2 separate regions of the Mus musculus genome follow, and region 2 is linked to region 1. A link is a contact called in public Hi-C data. All regions are on one chromosome and are shown on one strand. The core of a region is the stretch at or near the end of the contact, and the rest is flanking DNA. Distances in the headings are between cores, read along the strand shown.

Evidence for each region. Hi-C and Micro-C count contacts between places; a contact is called where the count stands out from the background.
Region 2: a contact with region 1 is called in a Hi-C map of cortical neurons, with 2.8 times the contacts expected there. The contact joins two enhancer-like sites. A contact is called at or near these places in 8 of 484 Hi-C or Micro-C datasets (the N1E-115 cell line, Th1 cells, cortical neurons and 4 more).

The regions. Positions count from the first base shown.
Region 1 is chr1:151,822,556-151,827,990 of GRCm38.p6, forward strand. No RefSeq gene overlaps it. Among named protein-coding and RNA genes, the nearest start is that of Edem3, 70 kb to the left of the region's middle. Within about 2 kb of position 2,791, at least 12 of the 459 cell types and tissues checked have an H3K27ac peak or open chromatin away from gene starts, as enhancers often do. A contact at or near this core is called in cortical neurons, where this site is marked.
Region 2 is chr1:151,942,452-151,947,886 of GRCm38.p6, forward strand. The region is part of intron 3 of 1700025G04Rik (RIKEN cDNA 1700025G04 gene); the gene reads right to left. Among named protein-coding and RNA genes, the nearest start is that of 1700025G04Rik, 150 kb to the right of the region's middle. Within about 2 kb of position 2,995, at least 53 of the 459 cell types and tissues checked have an H3K27ac peak or open chromatin away from gene starts, as enhancers often do. A contact at or near this core is called in cortical neurons, where this site is marked.

The sequences.
Region 1 (5,435 bases), core at 1,541-4,040:
GTGTCACCAACTGGGAATCAAATATTTACATGCCAGAGCCTATGGTGGTGGGAGGGTAGGGGTGGCACACCTCATTAAAAGCAGTGCACTAGCCTTGGCCCTTTGCTCTTCATTCCCAAGAAGCCATTGTGTTTCAGTGGCTCTGAACTCTGCTATCCCAAGGACTCTGAGCAGATAACATTAAAGACCATGTGATCATTATCAATTTTAAGGCTTGAACAAGTTCCAGGCATCTTAGTCAAAGTACCAAATTAAGTGACTGGGCAGTGGACGGGAGCTCTGGTTTAATTCCAGAGGTAAACCTGAGCTCCTTCCAGTGAGTCACCCTCTTCCTCAGCCCTGCTTCACCCCCAGTTTCTGCTAACCTTCACTCAGCCACACTCCCTCCCTGCTTTGCATGTCTCCCATCTGAGACTGAAGAATATGAGTGATAGTGTCTGTTCTGGGGTTGTCTGGGCAATTAGTCCAGCCTCACTATGCCCCACCCTTCCAGGACAATGAAAGTATCACTGTTAGACTGTGAGGCGAGCAAAAGGAAACTTCAGAGGCCCATCTACTTAGAGGCTGAGTTCTTTAAAGGTTAATGGAGAAGAGTACCTACCTACCTGCTATTAAAGCATGGGTACTTACTTATTAGAACTAACTTGTTAGCCATGAGCTTGTGTTGGGCTAATTAAATACTGTCTGCTCTCTTCAAAGGGAATGCCATTGATGGACCTCTGGAAGACTCTTGATCTATAAAAGAATGCTAGCCCAGGTTAAGGTTCTTTTAGAAATCCTGTGGTGCTCTTTAGGGCCACATACCACTAACTTTGTCTTAACAGCAGCAGGTGATGTCAGGGTTTATAATAGCATGTGACTTCTCAGAGTCAAAGCTTCCTCACATGGTTGATCAAAGAACCAATGAATAAATAGACCAGCATTAGAGAACCTTCAGTCTGGAGGCTAGCTGCTTCCACGGCCGTCATTCTGACATCTCCAGCAGCCTTCCTCCACTTTGCCCACTCTCTTTCCAGCTTCTGCTGTAGACTAGTCAAAGCTTCCCGCTACAAATGGGTCCAGACAGCTGCTGCAACTGGAAATTCTAGGTCATGCAGCCACTCTCCTGCCCTACCGTAGAACTATTAAACTGAATCAATTCTAGCCTGTCTTCTTGTTAGCAGCCACAGGGACAGACAGTTTTCAAATCCCTCTTAACCCGTTTGCTTGTTCTCTCTCTCTCTCTCTCTCTCTCTGTGTGTGTGTGTGTGTGTGTGTGTGTCTCTCTCTTCTTTTCTTCCTCTTTTTTTTTCGAGACAGGGTTTCTCTGAATAGCCCTAGCTGTCCTGGAACTCACTCTGTAGACCAGGCTGGCCTCGAACTCAGAAATCCGCCTGCCTCTGCCTCTCAAGTGCTGGGATTAAAGGCATGCGCCGCCACTGCCAGCTTAACTCGCTTTCAAAAGGACCGTTTGCCTAGAAATCTGGGGAAAGGTTTTCCGAGTCTGGGGCAGGTCTAGGAGGGCAAAAGTCCAGGCTACTCCACACACCCACACCTTGGTGGCCAGAATAGCCTTGAGGGAGGAAGGGATTTCAACAGAGGGAGGATTTCAACTGTGGGAGCTTCTGGGCGGGGCGGGGTGGGTGTGGTGTGGTGGGGCTCCTCTGTGCCCCACTCTAATGCGTGACTGCCCCTTCCTACTGCCTGGCCGACCTAGTGTGCCATTTGATTCTTCCAACCTCAAGTCACTGTGATTCCCCGAGATCATGATGTCACGAGCTAGATTTGCCTGTGACTTCCCATTCAGCATCTGTGACAAGCTGAGCACCTTGGTCACTCTTCCAGCCGTCCTGGAGAGAACATTACAGACCTTCCATTACTGATGTCTTTGCTTTTTGAGCATGCCTTTAAACATGCCCAGTAGTGTACATCCTAATCTAGCCGAGCATCCACCCAGAAGTGCTTTTTCCAGATGACTATGCCTAGCCTTTGTGAAATAAATTCCCTGTCTGTCCTTTGTCCTTGGAGACTTGCTGTTTGGGGTGCTGCAGACTTCATTCTCATGCCTTCAGGCAATAGAGATCCACTCTTGTATGTCTTGGCTGTGACTTTTTGGCTTTCACTGATCAAGACACACTTTCCTCGTGTTATTTTACGGCATAACCAAAGCCATTTCTTTATTGAAGTGATGTGAACTCAGTCTGTCACCTTTGTTCACCGACTTGGAGAGCACCAGGACCACCACATGTCCCAGAATCAGCGTCACTCCTGGGCTGCCTTCCCATGTCACCCAATACACAAACATGCTTCCTTCTGTCGAACTCAACGGGCAAAGCCTTAGATATTAAGTCCCACCTGCACACTGATTGTACACATATCCATGAATAGCTTTGGGAGCTGGATGAAATTAAGTCCCACTGCTGACCAGCCTCACTTAAAATCCTGGCTGAACATCTCGGGTGAGACTTAGCACTGTCTCGGATTCTAGCCACATTTCTCTGATCGATGTTTGCAACTTGGCATGAGCTTCATCCTTTCTTTCCAAATCTCCCACACTCATCATCAAGCAAAACAGATGCAAATGAGGATACAGTATTCACCGGCCTAGAACTATTCGAGCTTGTTAACATAGACTTCTCCCTGAAGGAATCCAAGGACTCTTTCTACCGTCATACTAGAGAACTGGAGCCTCAAGTGAACCAGATGTACTGACAAATGGGAAAACAAATCAGACTATTAGACTCCATTTGAGCCTGAGAGTGAAGGAACTCTGGCCCACTGCCTAAAATCCCTTTCTGCACGCACCAAGAGCATCGGCCTCCATCCCTGAGTCATGGGAACAGAGATGTTGGATGATGAGTTACAGTGCGACACCGAGCTCATCCAATGAAACCAGGAAGCTCTTTGTCTTATTTTCCTTGTTTTTCTGCTGCTGGTGAAAGTGCAAGCGGCCCCGAAGAGAGGGAGAGACAGAAATGGAGAAAGAGTTTTTGTAGGTAACAACACACAACCAAGTCTGTTTGTTTCTTTTTTAACTCCATCATCTGCTCCAAGAACCTAAAAAAAAAGATAACTAACAAGAAACCTACACAGTTTCTTCCAAATACTCAGGTCAATGTTTGTAACAGCAGGATATGTCAAGGCAGAACGATGGGGACAATGCACATTCGGAGTATGGACTGTCTAAGGGGAATGTTTTCCAGTGCTGAGTAGTGCAACTATTAATGTTGCCTTTATTAATGTTGCCCTTGCTGTTCTCCAGACGCCGAGCTAGGCTCTAGGGATCCTAGAGTGACACTCAAGGCCATTTCAGATCTGTTTTTATAGAGACTTTACTGTCAAATCCAGAAGGCACCGAGCAAGAAATACCAAAGCCATGAGGCTTTTGAAAACAGACAATCTAGATACTATGGGGGTCTATGACACAGGATTCAGCCCTGTGGGGAAGCTGTGTTGTGGCAAATGCTAAGGTTTCTGAGATGCCTTTATCTCCAAAGATTAGGACGGTGGGTCTTTCTAAAGGAAAGGCTAAAAGGTTTTGATATATAATAAGGATTTTGAATTTTGTTCTAAGGGTAATGAGAAAACATTGAAGGGTTTTAAATAAATCAGTGGCTTGCTGAAATATGGCTAAATAATGAGAAATCTAGAATTACCTCTCATATATGAATGTAGCTGTAGGGTTATGGGTGCCACGTCTGCTCCGCCACAGGGCTCGGCTACTTGGGGAGGCAGGATGCAGGGAGTTTGGCCACGCTTAGCCCATGCTGTCACCAGCCAGGAAGTGCAATCTGAGGTGTGGGACCGCTGGACCTGGCTTGGGGCTCCCCAGGCCTGTGACCGAGGCCTGAGCCATCTGGTTCTCAGCCTCTTGGACACCCAGGCACTGCTGGGAGCCGTGGAAGAGCTGAGGATGGAGTAGGGTCCCAACGACTGCATCTAGCCCAGGCTGGAGGGAAAGGGGGAGCGCCCGCTAGTCCCTCTGGGAGAGACTTGGTTGGACAGACAGCAGGCTTGAACTTGGGCTTGGTGGTGGTCGTGGCTGGGAGCGCAGAGAGGCCTTTTACTGGAGATTAGATGGTGGCTCTATAGGCGAAAGCCTTCTCCATGGCTCTCCACAGCAGATCCCAATGAAAAGAGGCAGTCCATGGCTTTAAGGCATTTAATGTCATGGCAGAAAGTGGATGAGTAAAACCGTCCCCCCACTTCTCAGGGCGGGCCTGAGGTTAAATACCTTTTGCAGAGAGGAGTGTCTGGGAAGGAGAGCTTATTGGCTAAACCTCCAGGCCTTTAGGTAGCTCATTAAAATAGAGATCTGTCTTGAGCCTAAGTGGCCACAGGTCACATCCTCTACATGTGGAGGGGCTTAGGGTGTTGCCCTCATGTGACTGATAGTCACAAATCTATGGGGGCTGTGGCTAGTGATGGGCCTGGTGCCCCGGAACAGGTGAAGCACCTACCTTCCCTTCAGGGTTCCAGGGTTTCAAGCCTCAGTTCAACTGGGAACGAGGCTACTTTTCACAGTCCCACATGTAGCTCAGATAATTAAACACACACACACTCACACACTCACACACACATGCACATATAGGTATAGTCATGACCTTGACTCATAATCAAGAGACATTGAGTACCTCCTGTGTGTTAGGACATCCAAAACTGGAGAGTGTAGCAGTGAACAGAAAGGCAGAAAAGAAGGTACAATCAATCAATCAATCAATCAATCAATCAATAAAGCAAGCAGTTTATGGGAAAGGTATGTTAAGTGCAGGGAGAATGGTGGGAATCAACACAGGCTGGGATTCTATTTTAAATAACAGGTACTAGCACAAGGAAGTATCTGTCCTTATCTCTGCTCTTTCTTTTTGTATGTAGTAGTCTCTATTACGACTGTCCTGCACACACCATTCTTGTGACAACGTGAGGGAGTGTAACACCCAGAGGAGACATGAAGTGAGGGTGGGGTGGATGATGAGGTAGGCGCTGTGGTTCAGTGCTCACTTCAACACAAGCACAGTTACACAGTACCAGTCCATCTAATAGCGGATACAGCTACTAGGTGACTGCCGGGCAGCTAACAGATACAGGGTACATACAAGGGCTGTCTTTTCAGAAAAGTCAGAAACCCAGGTGAAATCTTCTCATTTAAAAAACAAAACAAAACAAAACAAAAACCAAACCAAACCAAACCAAAAAAAACCAAACCAAAACAAAACAAAAAAACCTTTTATAGATTCTTTGTGAATTTCACATCATGAACCCCAATCCCGATCCTCTCCCCATCCCTCCATATTTGGCCTCTGCCCTTGCAACCTCCCCCAAAAGAAAACAATCTTCTCATGTTAAAACACTGTTTAGATAGCTTTCTAATGCTAAGACAAAAGTCCTGATATAACCAACTTAACAGAAGACGATGTTGGTTTGGCCCCTATTTGAGGGGTTTCGGTCCATGGTTG
Region 2 (5,435 bases), core at 1,745-4,244, 120 kb after region 1:
TGACCACCTTTTCTACCAAATGCTCACGGAGGGCACAATCTTTACCCATGTTTTATGGGAAGGGTAACTCAAAACTCAGACAACGGTAAGTAACCTGCTCAATTTTCATGTTTGCAGTGTGGCTACTGTCATATCATAGAGTATGACAGGTCCAACTCAGCCCTAGCCTCTTATGCTCTGAGGAATTTCCTAGCAGCTATCAAGCACTCCACTCTTGTCATACATAGTCCAAAGGCTTTGGTATACTATATCACACATTAGCTGATTTAACACTGGCGACTACTCTGAGTAAGTAATGATAAGCTATTGCCAACCCTACTTAGGAGGAAGAAATAGAGCCTCAGTCCATACTAAGGATTTGACTCGAGATGTGCAGTCAGCTGCATGGAGAGTCTGGTGACACAGGAGATCCCTCTTCTCATGAGAGAAATATTGGCAAGTCACTGGATCCTGTATTGGAGAGGCTGGAGAAGGGCAGTCAGTTGTACTCAACTATCTTAATTTATTCTTAAAGATTTCTTAATAATTTTTCTTCATAACTGAACGGTTTATGCATATCTTGACTCTGGAGCCTGTTATAAAAGTTGGGTATTTAAAAACCAAAGTCCTAGGAATGATTACTCTAAGAAACAAAAGAGATGCACAGTTTGCCGAGGCCAAGTTCTGAAAGCCTTGTGGGTACAATTAATGGTTGTGACTCACACAGACAGGGGCCACAGGAATCGCTGGGTTACTTACTGATGCACACCGGTGACTTTTATACACTTGGAGCAGACTTAGTGAAGCCTTCTCATGGGTGAGTGTGAGGATGGAGGAGCTGAGAGGGAGCTGGTGGGAGCCATAGCTGCGGCCACTCTAACAGCTGCTAATGAATTAATGCGAAAGGAGTTAAGGAGAAAAGAGGAAATGGAGCAGAGGAACCCTGCCCTTGGAAGGCTGGCTGTGGACACGGGAACAGCTGCCCCCTTTCCTCTTATCATCGCAAGGCCGAGCAGATAAAGCAGGGTGCGCATGAGGCTTTGTAAGCAGATGCCTGCCTGCATTAATATTAAACAAAGGGCTCATCTCAAGGAAGCCTGAGGACAGCTGCATTCTCGTGAGGTCCCTTCAGGTCCCCACATCTGAACAGGTGTGTCCAATCAGTCATCTGATCTAGAAAGCAAGGTCCTACCTAGCCTGAGGTAGTGAGGCCAGGCTACTTCAAGTTAAAGCAAAAAATTAAAACATACCCAAAAAAACACCAAAATAATCTGAATACTTTTAAAATCGAAATGAAGTCATGAAGGGAACAGTTGGAACTGGGTTTCTCAGACCAACCCAACACTTTAAGAACAATAATGATTAATTCACGCTCCCCTCATTGATATTCATGAGTCAGGAGGGTTCACTGTGTACACTGTGGTTTCCAATCTGAGGGTGAGGGCAGAGGAGGAGAGGGCAGCTGATGCACAGGCAAACAAATCAGAGATAATTCCCAAGTCTGCGAACCCCAGCCAGTGGGGAGAAGCTACATATTGTTTAGAGCGAGATAAAAACCCAAAAAAGAGGGGGGGAGCCATTTCGGGAATAGAGTGGGAGGGGAAATGACATAAAGGTTAGTAAGTCTTGTGATGCCCAGGGCTGCTTTTATCACAGAGTGATTCAGTTGGACAAAAAATAGAAATAGATTCTTCAAGCTAAGACAGCCTTCCATTCATCTTTTCCTTTCTAAAATTATAACGACCTTCTGTAACAATGAGGCTCAGGCAGTTAAGAAGCGAGTGTGGCATACGTTCTTCCCCTAGCCTGATGGCACAGGGCCCACATGCTGTAGGGATCACCTTCCCACTACCTATAAACCCAAGCCCGGTTTTCTTTGTGTATTTTCCTCCAAAACCTTGAACTATTCCAAAATAAAATGTAGCGCAGCTTTAAGGATTTCTGGCTGAAATCATTCCATGGCCATACAAACCTGAGAAAACGATGGCCAACCATGCCAGGGGCCCTGTCCTGAAGCAGAGCCTTCTTCCCGAGTGTGTCTATAAACAGGAGGGGCTGTCCCTGGGATCTCTCCTGCCCAGACCCAGAAATTAGCCTTCTGGAACAAAGGTTCCTTTGCCACAGAGACTCTGGGCTCTCCTGGTTGCTGAAGCAGGAGAGAGCTGCTTGATATAGTGTTAACCTATCAGGAGCATGCAGTTGTGAGCAGGCCTGGGGGGCACTGTTCTCAAGTGGGAGCCTCCACTGGATCACTGCTACTGACTCCCCTACCCCACCCCACTTCAGGTAGCATTTACTTCTGCAGTGTATTTGGCCAACACTCCAAAGTGAGAGGTGATACCATGAACACTATAAAAATGTGTGTGTGTGCGTGTGCGTGTGTGTGTGTGTGTGTGTGTGTGTGTGTGTGTGTGTGTGTTTGGGATATGGAGGGCAAGAGCCCTGGGGAAGAGAAGAGGCAATTACTGATTAGGATAATACTTCTTACAGATCTAGAAGAGTACACAAGGGAACAAAGCCAAAGGGGACAGCAAAGCTTTATCTGTTCTTAGCAGGAGTCCACCCCGGTCTACAGAGTTCACCCCGGGGGTGCGCTGTATCCAGCCAGCATGGAAGGCCAGAGCGCTGCTCTACACAGTGCTGATTTGCATGGGGCTCCAGTTGCTCAGCTGCAAGACGAAAATTATTTTTCCTGCCAGAGGCAGTTCAGCTAACACAGAATGCCTCCGTGTTGGAAGGAAGCTTTTCTTACTCAGACTTCTGAGTTGGGTCAAGCCTCCCGCAACAACCCACGGCACCCACTTTTCTCAATGTTACCCTCTGAATTGAGGGTAAAACAAGAAAGTGAGATTTTACTAAAAAAAAAAAAAAAAAAAAAAAAAAAGAACTAATTTAGGAGCCTTGGAGGGCTGAGCAGGAAGCTAGCAGGTGCGTTTGCACATGCTTGTGTGTGTACAGGCTTATTTATGTGCACGCACACGTGTGCACACTGGCCTGCCAATGCCAGCTCTCAACCCAAAGAAGAATAGAGCTAGTTTATTTTGGAAGCAAATCTGAGTGACCATGGCCTGGGAACAAGGACTTAGGTTATCCCAGGTTCCACTGCTCCAACATGGAAGTTGTTATGGTAACAGAACAAAGGAAGCTTGCAGTGAGAATTTTGGTTTCTTTAAAAACCCACTTGTATTATGTGAGTATGTTTTTGTTTTAATCTCAGGTGTGGGATATGGGGCTTCATCAGTTTGTCCACAGCCACTAACTACGGTTGTCTTGTGCTCTAGGAGGGGAATAGTCTTTGCCAGCTGCAGGTAGTTTAATTCTGGGGACTCTGGAGAGTGTAAAAATGACAGAGCCCCACCCCCTCACTCCACCCTGGCTGCTCCTGGTTGCTGTTGCTGTGGTAGAGGTCCTGACAAGGAAGACTGAGCTTGCCCCAAGGAACCCAATGCCCCTAATCAGCAGGAAGTAGCCTATTTTGTTTGCTGAAAGAGGTCTATACCCCTTTTACCTCTAACCCTTTCTCGCCTACCTAGTGTTGGGGGTTGGAAGGGGTGAGGCGGAATAAAGGTTGGAAGCAGAGGTAGAGGTAGAAGAACCCAAAAAAGCAGGTGAAAAAGTGTACCAACAAAGGCTATGAATCAAGGCATTTCTAAAAAGCTGTCGAGGGTGCCGACACACACCTTTCATCCCAGTACTTGGGAGAAAGAGGCAGGAGCAGTTCTGAGTTCAAGGCCAACTTAAGTCTACATAGCAAGTTCCAGGACAGCCAGGACTACATAGAGAGACCCTGTCTCAAAAATAATTAAGAAATAAAATGAAATAAAAGTAAATCCACTGGTAGGAACATTGAGCGGTGGCTTGTCAGCAGGAGAAATCTCAGCCATAGAGCTCAGACGCTATCCAGCAGTACTCAGCCCCGTGGCTGGTGGGAGAACGGGGTTTTGTTAAGTTAATACATTACAAGGGTTTTATCTGTTTACCAGGACACTAACTCTGACAAGATGTCGACAAGGAACGGCTCTTGAGAGAGCTAAAGATGGTCCAAGGTAAACTGTAATCGTAATTGTAACGGTCCAGTATCTCTACCGACACTGAAGTTTTACCCAGCTGTTGGAGACAGAGCTTTTATTTCAGGAATTCTCCTTCAGGCCGTAACTGTGATGAGGCCACGAGCTCATTCCTGCATCACACCACGTTCTACAGAAGCACAGGCTCTAGTGAGCATTCTTCCATGCACAGGCAGTGGAGACGGACACCCACCTCCCTGGGCATGGACCCCAAGGGGCTGGCTGCCTTAGTGTGGACATGAGCAGCCTCTGGCACAGCCTCTAGCTACCTGGGTAAAGGAAGCCTAGCCGCAGATCCACAGAAGGGGAGAGCAGGGTTGGGGAGGGGCCAAGGGAACGGAGGGTCATCTGAGTGACACTTATCTTTGGTACACACACCAGGTAGGTCGATGCTCTTTTGACAACCAAAGTAGTATTTTCACTGTAGTAAAGAAACAATCTATTATTACATTCACTACATGCTGTTAAAATTAAGAATTTACCTGTACAAGTTTTGCCTCTCTGCAAAGTAGGCATGCCAAAGTTAGACATCTACGAATGGTGTTCAGTGGCGGATGCATCTCAATCCCTGGACAGTCTACTCCAGTCTACTCATTAGTCACTGAGGTAAAGCTGGCCAGTCCCAGTCTCCCCACTATCAACCTCCTGCAAATGGTTCAATCTCCATGGCGGTCTCCTTGACTGCCATCTAAGGGTCGAAGGCCAACTGAACAGGGTTTCCTCTTTGACTTGCAATATCTTTATCCAGAAAGCTTGTATTTATTCATATTCTAAGCAGATAAATGTGAAGATCTGACTCACTCTTTGCTAAAATCAACAGTATGACTAAAAAAAAAAAAAAAAAAAAAAACCAAACAAGCCAATCTCACAAAAGTGCTGCCAACATCCTAAGCAAAACCATCACTTTGTTTTATTCATCTGTGTCTCTCATCCCTCTGCTGAGGTGGACTTTCTCCTCTCCTTCCACACATCCTATTTTCTCCTGCAACCTGTTCATCATCTCCTCTGCCCACTTAAAGGCCACACTCAGAGAGATATATCAGGACAGTCAAGACCTTCTTCTTCCTTTGAGGTAGCATTTTTGTGTAACACTTGTGTAGTGTGGTTTACTTTGTGTGCCTGGCCCTTTAAAGGACCAGATGCCTTTCAGTGGTGGTTGCCTCTTGGAATTCTGGGAACAGAAGAGGATATAAAGAAGCCAGCAGAGGCTGAGAGAGATCGAGTGGGATTTAGTAGGATTGGAGTAGAGTCCAGACGACAGAGGAATGGGATTGGAGAAGGACTGCATTTGGGTCAGAGAAGACAGTTGGTGCAGGAGGAAGGAAGCTTGAGGGGGGTCAGAGAAGAGAGAGACTGACCAGCGTGAAAACAGGCGGTTGAAAGTGACTC